Regions from separate parts of the Rattus norvegicus genome. Here region 1 is linked to region 2. The links are chromatin contacts, called in public Hi-C maps. All regions are on one chromosome and are shown on one strand. Each heading gives the region's core, a stretch centred on a gene start, on an enhancer-like site or on the middle of the called end of the contact. The rest is flanking DNA. Distances are from core to core; before and after follow the strand shown.

What was found. Hi-C and Micro-C count contacts between places; a contact is called where the count stands out from the background.
Region 1: a contact with region 2 is called in a Hi-C map of kidney, with 6 times the contacts expected there. The contact joins two enhancer-like sites. A contact is called at or near these places in 7 of 12 Hi-C or Micro-C datasets (the A7r5 cell line, hepatocytes, kidney and 3 more).

The regions. Positions count from the first base shown.
Region 1 is chr10:20,972,554-20,976,993 of GRCr8, forward strand. No RefSeq gene overlaps it. Among named protein-coding and RNA genes, the nearest start is that of Wwc1, 16 kb to the left of the region's middle. Within about 2 kb of position 2,073, at least 1 of the 93 cell types and tissues checked has an H3K27ac peak or open chromatin away from gene starts, as enhancers often do. A contact at or near this core is called in kidney, where this site is marked.
Region 2 is chr10:20,888,714-20,893,165 of GRCr8, forward strand. All of the region lies in intron 1 of Wwc1 (WW and C2 domain containing 1), which reads right to left. Among named protein-coding and RNA genes, the nearest start is that of Wwc1, 67 kb to the right of the region's middle. Within about 2 kb of position 2,903, at least 9 of the 93 cell types and tissues checked have an H3K27ac peak or open chromatin away from gene starts, as enhancers often do. A contact at or near this core is called in kidney, where this site is marked.

The DNA.
Region 1 (4,440 bases), core at 823-3,322, 83 kb after region 2:
GAAAGCTTACAATCCTTGGATTACTGACCCTAGAGGATCCAATGCCCTTTTCTGGCCTCCTTAGGCACTACAGACACACAATGCAGGCAAAATATCCATACACATAGAATAAAAGAAATAAAAAGGGACTGCTCTGTTTTTTTTGTTTGTTTGTTTGTTTGTTTGTTTTTGTTTTTGTTTTTCCGGAGCTGGGGACCGAACCCAGGGCCTTGTGCTTCCTAGGCAAGCGCTCTACCACTGAGCTAAATCCCCAACCCCAAAAAGGGACTGGAGAGACGGTTCCACACTTAAAAGCACCTGTCGTGGCTCAGTGGTTAAGAGCACTGACTGCTCTTCCAGAGGTCCCGAGTTCAATTCCCAGCAACCACATGGTGGCTCACAACCATCTGTAATGGGATCTGATGCCCTCTTGTGGTGCGTCTGAAGACAGCTACGGTGTCTTCAGGAATCATGCACACATGCTTAAAAACAACAAAACAAAAGGACTTGTTGCTCTTGCAGAGGACTTGGGTTCAGTACCCAGCATCCACATGTAGTTCATAGCCATCTATAACTCCAACCAATTCCATGAGATCAAAAGCCCTCTGGCGTGTGTGTGCGCGCGCGCGCGCGCACACACACACACACACACACACACTGCACAAACATACATGCAAAACCAAAACCAAACCAAACAAAACAAAAACCCCAACAACAACAACAACAACAACAACAAAACAACAACAAAACACCATTTGCAAACGCAAATAGAGACTTTCCCTCCCCGCCAGTCTTGTTTCTGCTCTGTCGCTCCAGGCTCCGCTGTGATCAGTGGAAGAAGAAATCGCAGAGATTGCCGCTGACAATGGCTATGGCATGAGCAGAGCTTGCTTTGCTGGCCAAAATACCCCCTAGCCATACTCTGTCATCGGGCCTCTCCTTCACCAGGATTATCATGGTGGGCCTACGTGGGAGATGAGGCCCAGGCAAAAGGGGTCTCCTGAACCTGAAGTTTGCTCTCAGGCACAGCGTGGCCGCTAACTGGGACACCATAGAGATGATCAGGAACCATGCGTCCTACGGGAACTGTGCATGATTCCTGAGGAGCACCTGGTGCTTCTGACAGAGGCTCCCCTGAACCCCAAGGTAGGTTGATGTCATTAATACAGATGAAGGCAGACAAGATAAAACGAGGCCCGTCATTGGTCGAGAAGAAAGGATGGGCGGGAACAAAGTTTTAGAAGCAGGAGAGGGGCGCGGAGCCGGGGGAACATGGCGCCAAACCTTAAGATTCTGCTACGGGGGCTGGAGAGATGGCTCAGCGGTTAAGAGCACCCGACTACTCTTCCAGAGGTCCTGAGTTCAATTCCCAGCAACCACCTGGTGGCTCACAACTATCTGTAAAGAGATCCGGTGCCCTCTTCTGGTGTATCTGAAGATAGCTACGGTGTACTTATACATAATAAATGAATAAATCTAAAAAAAAAAAAAGATTCTTCTACGGGTTGTTATGACTAATTTTAAGGGATGGGTGTGTACAGGATTTTGTGTTGTCTAGATGAGCAATTATATCTTATCAACTGGATCAGGGGGTTATTGTGTGGTGTGTTCTTTCGTGTGGCAACTTAATTCAGTTCAAGGAAGTGTGTGGCGGGACGCACTGGCCGCCCCGCAGAATTGGGATGTGTATGCGTGGCACGGTGGCAACCCGCCAAGGGAGCTGTGAGTGAGTGCAGGGTGGCTTGACAGGGCGTTGTGCTGGAAAGAGGCTGAACTGTCCCAGTCAGAGGAACCCAGGAGAGAGGGCATGGAGCATGAGCTCGGGAACCAGTCACGATGCGCACACCTTTTTATTTTTACCGCAACACACCAAGGCTTACAGACAGAAGATGACCCAGGGGCTGTTTGAAGCCTTCAAAACCCGTCCATGTATGTGGCCCTTCAGGCAGTGCTGTCTCTGTATGTCCTTAGATGCTCCTAGGATCTATGCACGTGACCACATTTTTGTTCTCATGCATGCCTGCATGTGCACCGTCACGGACTCTGGTTGCCCTTCCCCAAGCCATCGTGCGTCTGGACCTGGCTGGCTGGGACCTGACAGACTTTATCATGGAGATCCTGTCTGAGCAGGGTTCTGGCTTCACCACCGTAGCGGAGTCAGGAGTGTGTGAGACATTAAGGAGAAGCTATGTCATGTTGCACTGGATTTTGGTCACTGCTACATCTTCTTTCTCCTCGGAGAAGAGCTTCTACCCTGGCCTCAATGTCCACCTTCCAGCATACACGGATCAACAGGCAGGAGTGGACCTAGCCAAGCCCCTCCATCGCCCACTGCAAATACTTCTGGATGGACGACGCAGGAACCAACCGTCTACTGCATGAGATGGTTCTGAAGGATCAGTCTGCCCTGGCAAATGTACACAGCTCATGGCGGCCTCATGAAAATAACTGAATAAGCTATAGAAAAGAAATTTGTTCCTGAAGCTTGCATCTGACTTTGACCTTGTATTCAAGCTAACAGTTTCCTTGGTGGACATTTAATACCCCATGCTTGCCTATCTTAATTTGGTCCTTAGTCCATGTGGCTCAGTCACTTGGTGGCTGAGGAGACTAGGCCATGGAAGAGAAATCCCCAGCCTGGTGGATCTCTGCGAGCAGGGTGCAGCAATCTTTGCAGAGTGTTAACTGACAGCTGGCTGCCCCAGAATTTCTGTCCAAGGCTCCTGAACACTGATTCTCTCTTGCTGTCTAAAGTCTGAGCCTAAAGACCCACTTTTCATTCTGGTGTTTGCCCTCCTGTCCCCTGCTGGGTTGTTCCTTGCCCGGTTGGGGCCTGCAAGAGCGACATCCTTCTAGCACCAGAGAATTCCAGGCTACATTGTGTGCCTGCCCATGCGCAAAGCAGCATATACCGAGTGTCCAGTGAGCTTCAGCTTGTGTGTATGTGTGTACACGTGCAAGTCTCAGAGGGTGGGCTGTTTGGGGAACATTTGCATGGACAGTGATGAATTTATTCATTCTCTTAACTTATGTAAGTTTGTTTGGGGGTATCTAATTATTTAAGAAGTGATGAGTTTTGTTTTCCTATGATTCTGTGAGAACATTAGGCCCCAGCAACAAGTCACTGTGTGAAGAATAATAAAAGTGATACGGTAACCAAGCAAAATAAAATAACAAAGGGGAAAGCAGTTAAGAAAATTATTGGTTCTAAAACCCTATGGTTTTGCCATATTTCCATGGGGACAGGGCTGACCTTACCTAAAAGCAGAAAGGGAAGATTCCTGCATTTCCCTTTTACCATTATGTGTGTACAGTGTATGTCAGATGCCCTGGGCTTTTCTACTCTAACTTCCTGTCTGTCCTTGATGCAGACAGACATGCCTCTGAACATCAGAGAGCAAATAGAAACCCTCACGGGGCTGGAGAGATGACTCAGCAGTTAAGAGCACTGACTGCTCTTCCAAAGGTTCTGAGTTCAATTCCCAGCAACCACATGGTGGCTCACAACCATCTGTAACAGGATCCAGCGCCCTTTCCTGGTGTGTCTGAGGACAGCAACAACGTACTCACATACATAAAATAAATCTTCAAGAAAAAGGAAAAGAAAAAGAAACCCCCACGACTCGCCTGGTGTGTGCTGCGTCTCCCGTACCCCTTTGTTGTACACGTTCCGTTAGTCACACACCACGAATGCCCTCCGACCCCATTGTGTCTCTCCTCCCCACACTCGGATCCACTTTTATTCACGTCTGGATACATGTGGCCTACACGCCTCCTGAAGCCTGTGTTATGCACATTGCCCCCAGTGGCTTGCAATGCATTACACAAACACAGAGGTGTCCTTCCCCCATGCAGCCCACCCTTTGAGTCCTGCATACGTGTACACATAGACCCAGATGCAAACTGAAGCTCACTGGGCAGGCACATGAACGAATGCTGGAATTCCCTGGAGCTAGAGAGATGCTGCTCTTGCCGTGGGCCCCATGCGGCACATGCTGACCTCACGATAAAGTCTGCAGTCCCTTTCAGGGTCCACTTAGCAGGCCAGGCCTTCTATTGGTTCAGCCTTCTCTCCTAAGCATTGGAATCTAGATGGTGCCCTCCCCCCTCCCCTCACAGGCTGCAAGGACCAAGTCACACGTAGCCAGGCTATGGCAAGGAGGAAAAATGGCGTGATGGATTCATGCTCGTGAGACTGCCATCTCCTCAAGGCACTGTCCTGAAGTCATACTAGCTGGGGACTGGTGGACACCAGCTCACACTCCCTCTGCAAGTGCTATCAAGCTCCAAGACAGCCAGAGAACCCTGCTGGAGCACCGTTAACGTACCATTCCATGGGACTCCATGGAGCTGTGTGGTCTTTGGCGTGGGACGTGACAGGATGAGGAAATGAAACACTGCCCTGCCACCTCAGACTCCAGCCATTTTCACTCTGGGGAAAGGTGCATGGAAAACCCTGGA
Region 2 (4,452 bases), core at 1,653-4,152:
GCTGAGTAGATTAACAAAGGCTGTGTGTGTATTTGGGGGGATGGCACAGCAGTTAATGTGTTTACCAGATCATCAGAGTTTACTTCCCCAGAACCCAAAAAGTGCAAGGTGAGAGCGTGGAAACCCACATGTAACTTCAACCTTGGAAGGCAGAGACAAGGCGTTCCTGGAGCAAGGTGGTCAGGGATACTGTCCATACAGGTAAGCTTCGGGTTTGGCTGACAAGTCTCTCTCAAAGAGTAAGTGAGAAGTGTGATCAGCCAAGAGCCCTGCTATCAGTCAACCTTGGGCCTGTGTACATATGTGTACCCCTATGAACGAACACACACAAGGGGGAACTGGAGCTGAAAGGCTACGATAGTCTTTCTCTCCTTTAATGTTTGTTTTGAGACAGGGTTCACTATGTAACCCAGGCTGGCCGCAAACTCCTGTTATTTCTGTCCCCAGCCTACTGAGTGCTAGGGTCACAGGTTACAATGGTATACCTGGTTATAAGTCTATAATGTTCTCGAGAGAGCTGCAAAGGAAAAGGAAAGTGGGGGAAAGGGACGGGAGAGGAGTGTGGAGAAACTGACAGATCTGATTTAAAATGTTGTCTGAGGCTAGGGATATGATTCAGTAGGTAGAATACTTGCCTGGCATGCTCAAAGTCCTGAGTGGTATCCCCCAGCACCACATACAACTGTGTATGGGTGCACACACCTATAATTTCAGAAGTGGAGGCAGGGGGAGCTGAAGCTCAAGGCCAACCTTGCCTACACTGCAAATTGGAAGCTAGCCTAGGCTACATGAGACTAAACTTACAAAAAAAAAAGAATCTAGGCAGGTATGGTAGCACATGCCTTTAATCTCAGCATACAGGGGAGGCAGAAGAGGCAGGGGCAGGGACAGGGGCAGGGGCAGAGGCAGAGGCAGAGGCAGAGACTCTGTAGGTTTGAGGCCAACCTGGTCTCCATAGCAAGTTCCAGGCCAGCCAGGACTATACAGTAGGAAACTATCTTAAAACAAAATAAAACAAACAAACAAACAAAAAACCTAGATATAAGAATTTTAACATAGTTTTAACTTTATTTTAAACTAAATTTGTGGTAACAGCTATAAAGTAAGCAAAATTAAGTATTGAACAATGGCTCCGTCTAGGCCTACAAAGCATGCTATGAAAACCATGTTCCCTCTCTGGGTAGTGTATGTTCTTATTCGGTTCTACAAATGAAAGCACACACTTAACAATGCAGAGTTAATGAACCAGCAGTTCCAGTGCTAGAGGCCAAAGCTTTGCCAATAAAAATGGACAAGACCCAGTGGGTCTCACAACAACCTGGAGCTGTGCTAGCCCAGGAGACTGGACGGGGATGTGTGAGAAAGACAAGAGGCACTGGAGTACTCCATGATGAGTGTCTTCAGCCATTGGTACGAAGGTGTTCACTAGACAACCCATGACTCCTAGATGCTAGGTCTCAATCCCAGGATAAACTACTGAGGTGCCCATTAACATATCCAAGCAGACACTGACCACTAGCTTCTCGAAGCATCTCTTAGGGCCCTGTCATAGAGCCCTTCTGACTGGCATACCCTGCCCCCAGCTGCCCCTCCTTATATAACTCAGCCACTTTGCTATACCAGTCCCTGTCCCTTTTAGTCTACCCTTTACCCTCTTGCCCCAACAGCCTCTCTTGGTTGGTGGCTTTTCTCTCAACATGGCCCAGCTTAGTCTGGCCATGTTCCCTCTGGGCTCTCACACTTGTCGTTGCCTCCACCGACACTCTCTTCCCCATATCTACAGTAAGCCTTCTCTTCCGCCATACTTGGGAGCGGTCATGTCCTTCCTTCTTTATTTCTTTTTCTTTTTTCACACTCTACACATAGGACAGTTAAATGTTTCCAAGTCATCCGTACAAATTCAGGCTCTCAAGGTACCGGGAACAGGAATGTATCAGACAGGAGAACAGGATCCAAACTGCAACAAGTTTCCAGAAACTCATCAACTCCACACGCTGCTCCGGTTTCCATCAAGGAGGTGAGGCTCTGGTCATTAGCCCTAGCACCAATAATATGATATGAAGGGTATGAGGAAGATAGCGATTCCCGTCAGCAGTGACGGCAGACATTTTGCCAACAGGAAGGGACGTGCAGCAATAGGGCTTGCCGTTAGAAAGAGCAGCCAAAGGAGAGAGAAAGGCATTGGGTTTTGTATTTGGGTTCTCTCTTGGATGCAGCCGTGGGGGAGCAGCCAGTTGACGCTCAGTGCGCCTCTATGGGAAACAGGAAAGTTGCTATGGGAAGGAACTATACAACTTACAGAAATCTGGACAGAAATCTCTGGAACAAATGCCAAGGGGGAGATGAATTATTCAGTGTGCAGAGAGGTGTCATTCAGAGAATCAGTATGAAGAGAAGTGTTTTAGCTTTACACACACACACACACACACAGAGACACACACAGAGACACACACACACTAACACACACACACACACACATACTCTCTCTCTCTCTCTCTCTCTCTCTCTCTGACACTGTCTGCCTGTCTGTCCCTCCTTCCCTGTCTCCTAGTGAGAGGCAAAGCTGTCAGATGTAGCCAGGACCTGACACCTCCAGCCTCAACCCCTTACCTGGCCAGGTCAGGTAGTCCCTGCCTCTAGCCCCCAGTGTCCTGGGCCCGCCTAAAACCCCAATCATAAAAGTCACATGACCCAGCTGCTGGAAGAACAAGAGGGAAGCCAGGCAAGGTGCCAGGCCAGAGCGAGTTCTGCCCCTTCTTAATTACAAATCTCTGAATGAGCACAAACATTCCTGAAGGTTTCACAACCCGCCTTCCTGGAAAAACAGCCCGGATGCGTTGCCAGGGAAACAGGGAAGGTTCTGCCAGGTGCACTTTGTAAGGGGCACACAGCAACACCTGTCAAGGAGCATGGCAGGTAACTGGAGCGCTAGAGACACCAACAGGTCCCTCGTTGGTCTCACAGAGAGGTGCTGCTTTCCTAGAGGTGCCTCTGGCCAAAGCTGACCGGAGTGTTCAGCATGTCTTTTCTAGGGAGGCATTAAGGTGGAGGAGCAGGTCACATTCTGCCAAGCGTAACACTGGGTGGTGAGTCTCTGCCGACTACATTTGAACGGTTAAGTCGCTATCCACATTCCCTGTGCTGCCCAAACTTCCCTCTTCGTGGCTGTCCAGCAGAGCACTGCCCTGTTCACCCCATTCCCGGCTCTCTCCTTTCAAGTGCTAGGTGGGAAGGATCCCAGTCTAAAGCCTCCACCCCTTCTCCAATCTAAGAACAGTGTACACTCCACGGCAGCTCTCCTCACCACCCCACAATGGGCAGGCTGGTTCTTCCTGCCCCAGGCTGGTTCACATGCATAGTCTCCATAGCTTAGATGTTTCATCTCCTGATAGCACTCTTCCGCCTCTGGCCCTGCCCTCAAGTTTGAAAGCCTTCCTCCTCCTTTCCCTTAATTTGATTTGGACGCTGAGACACCTTTCCTTGTTCCTCTAACAGACACGAGGGTGATAAAAATAATCACCTCACACACAGAACCTGCTAAGAGGGTGAAGTGTAGTGTGGAATACGTGACTCTGGGGAGCTTTAATGAACGCAGAGGACAAAGACCAGGCACTGCCCTTCCAGAGTAGGGTGGGAGACACGCTCCAGTCATAAGCAAATGTTTCTGAGGTGTACAGCATTCAGGGGGGAAAAAAAATCAAGGTGCTGGGATGGTGAACCAAGGGCAGCAGGCGGTCACAGAAGCCTCTGAGAAGGTGGCGTTCTCGGGCATTCAGAAAGTAGGAAGTAGCTAGCCAGCAGAAAAGGTGCTGAGAACCTGAGAGAAGGCAACGGGAATATCAAATACCAAAGCCGTGGGTCAGGATACTGCTGATGCATGTGAAGACCAAAAGGTTTTGTGTGCAAGGTGGTTATTTTTACCATCCTTGTGTCTGTTAGACACACCACGTCTGCTAGACCTAAGACCAAAAGAAAGGTGAGGCCGGGTGCAGCTTGCTGGGGGTGGGGCTGGGGGTGGGGTCTCCCGGCTGCTGGTGGGGCCTTTAGGTCACACACCTTTGTTCTGTGCCCATGTGCGAAGCAATACAAGGTGACCTGAGAGATGCACCCACCCCATCCCCCAGTCTCCTCTTTCCACTCTCAGTGAACCCACCCAGCAGCCCAGTCCCAGCTAGGCATAATGAATAAGGTACTGTATGCCTTGTGAGACGAGGTCCATGCTTCAAACAGGGAATGAGCCTTGGGACATTCCACAATAGGGGATGTGGCCAAGGCTCTCCCTGAGGCGGTAAACCACGCACGACAGATAAGCCAGAGAGATGTGAGAAGCCAAGGGGTTGGGAGAACGAATGGACAGTAATGGAGTGTGGACAGGGAGGGCAGAGGACCAAGTTAAGGAAGGAAACTATGAAGCAGGCACCTTCGGGGTCTAGGTGGATTCAGGCTGTCACC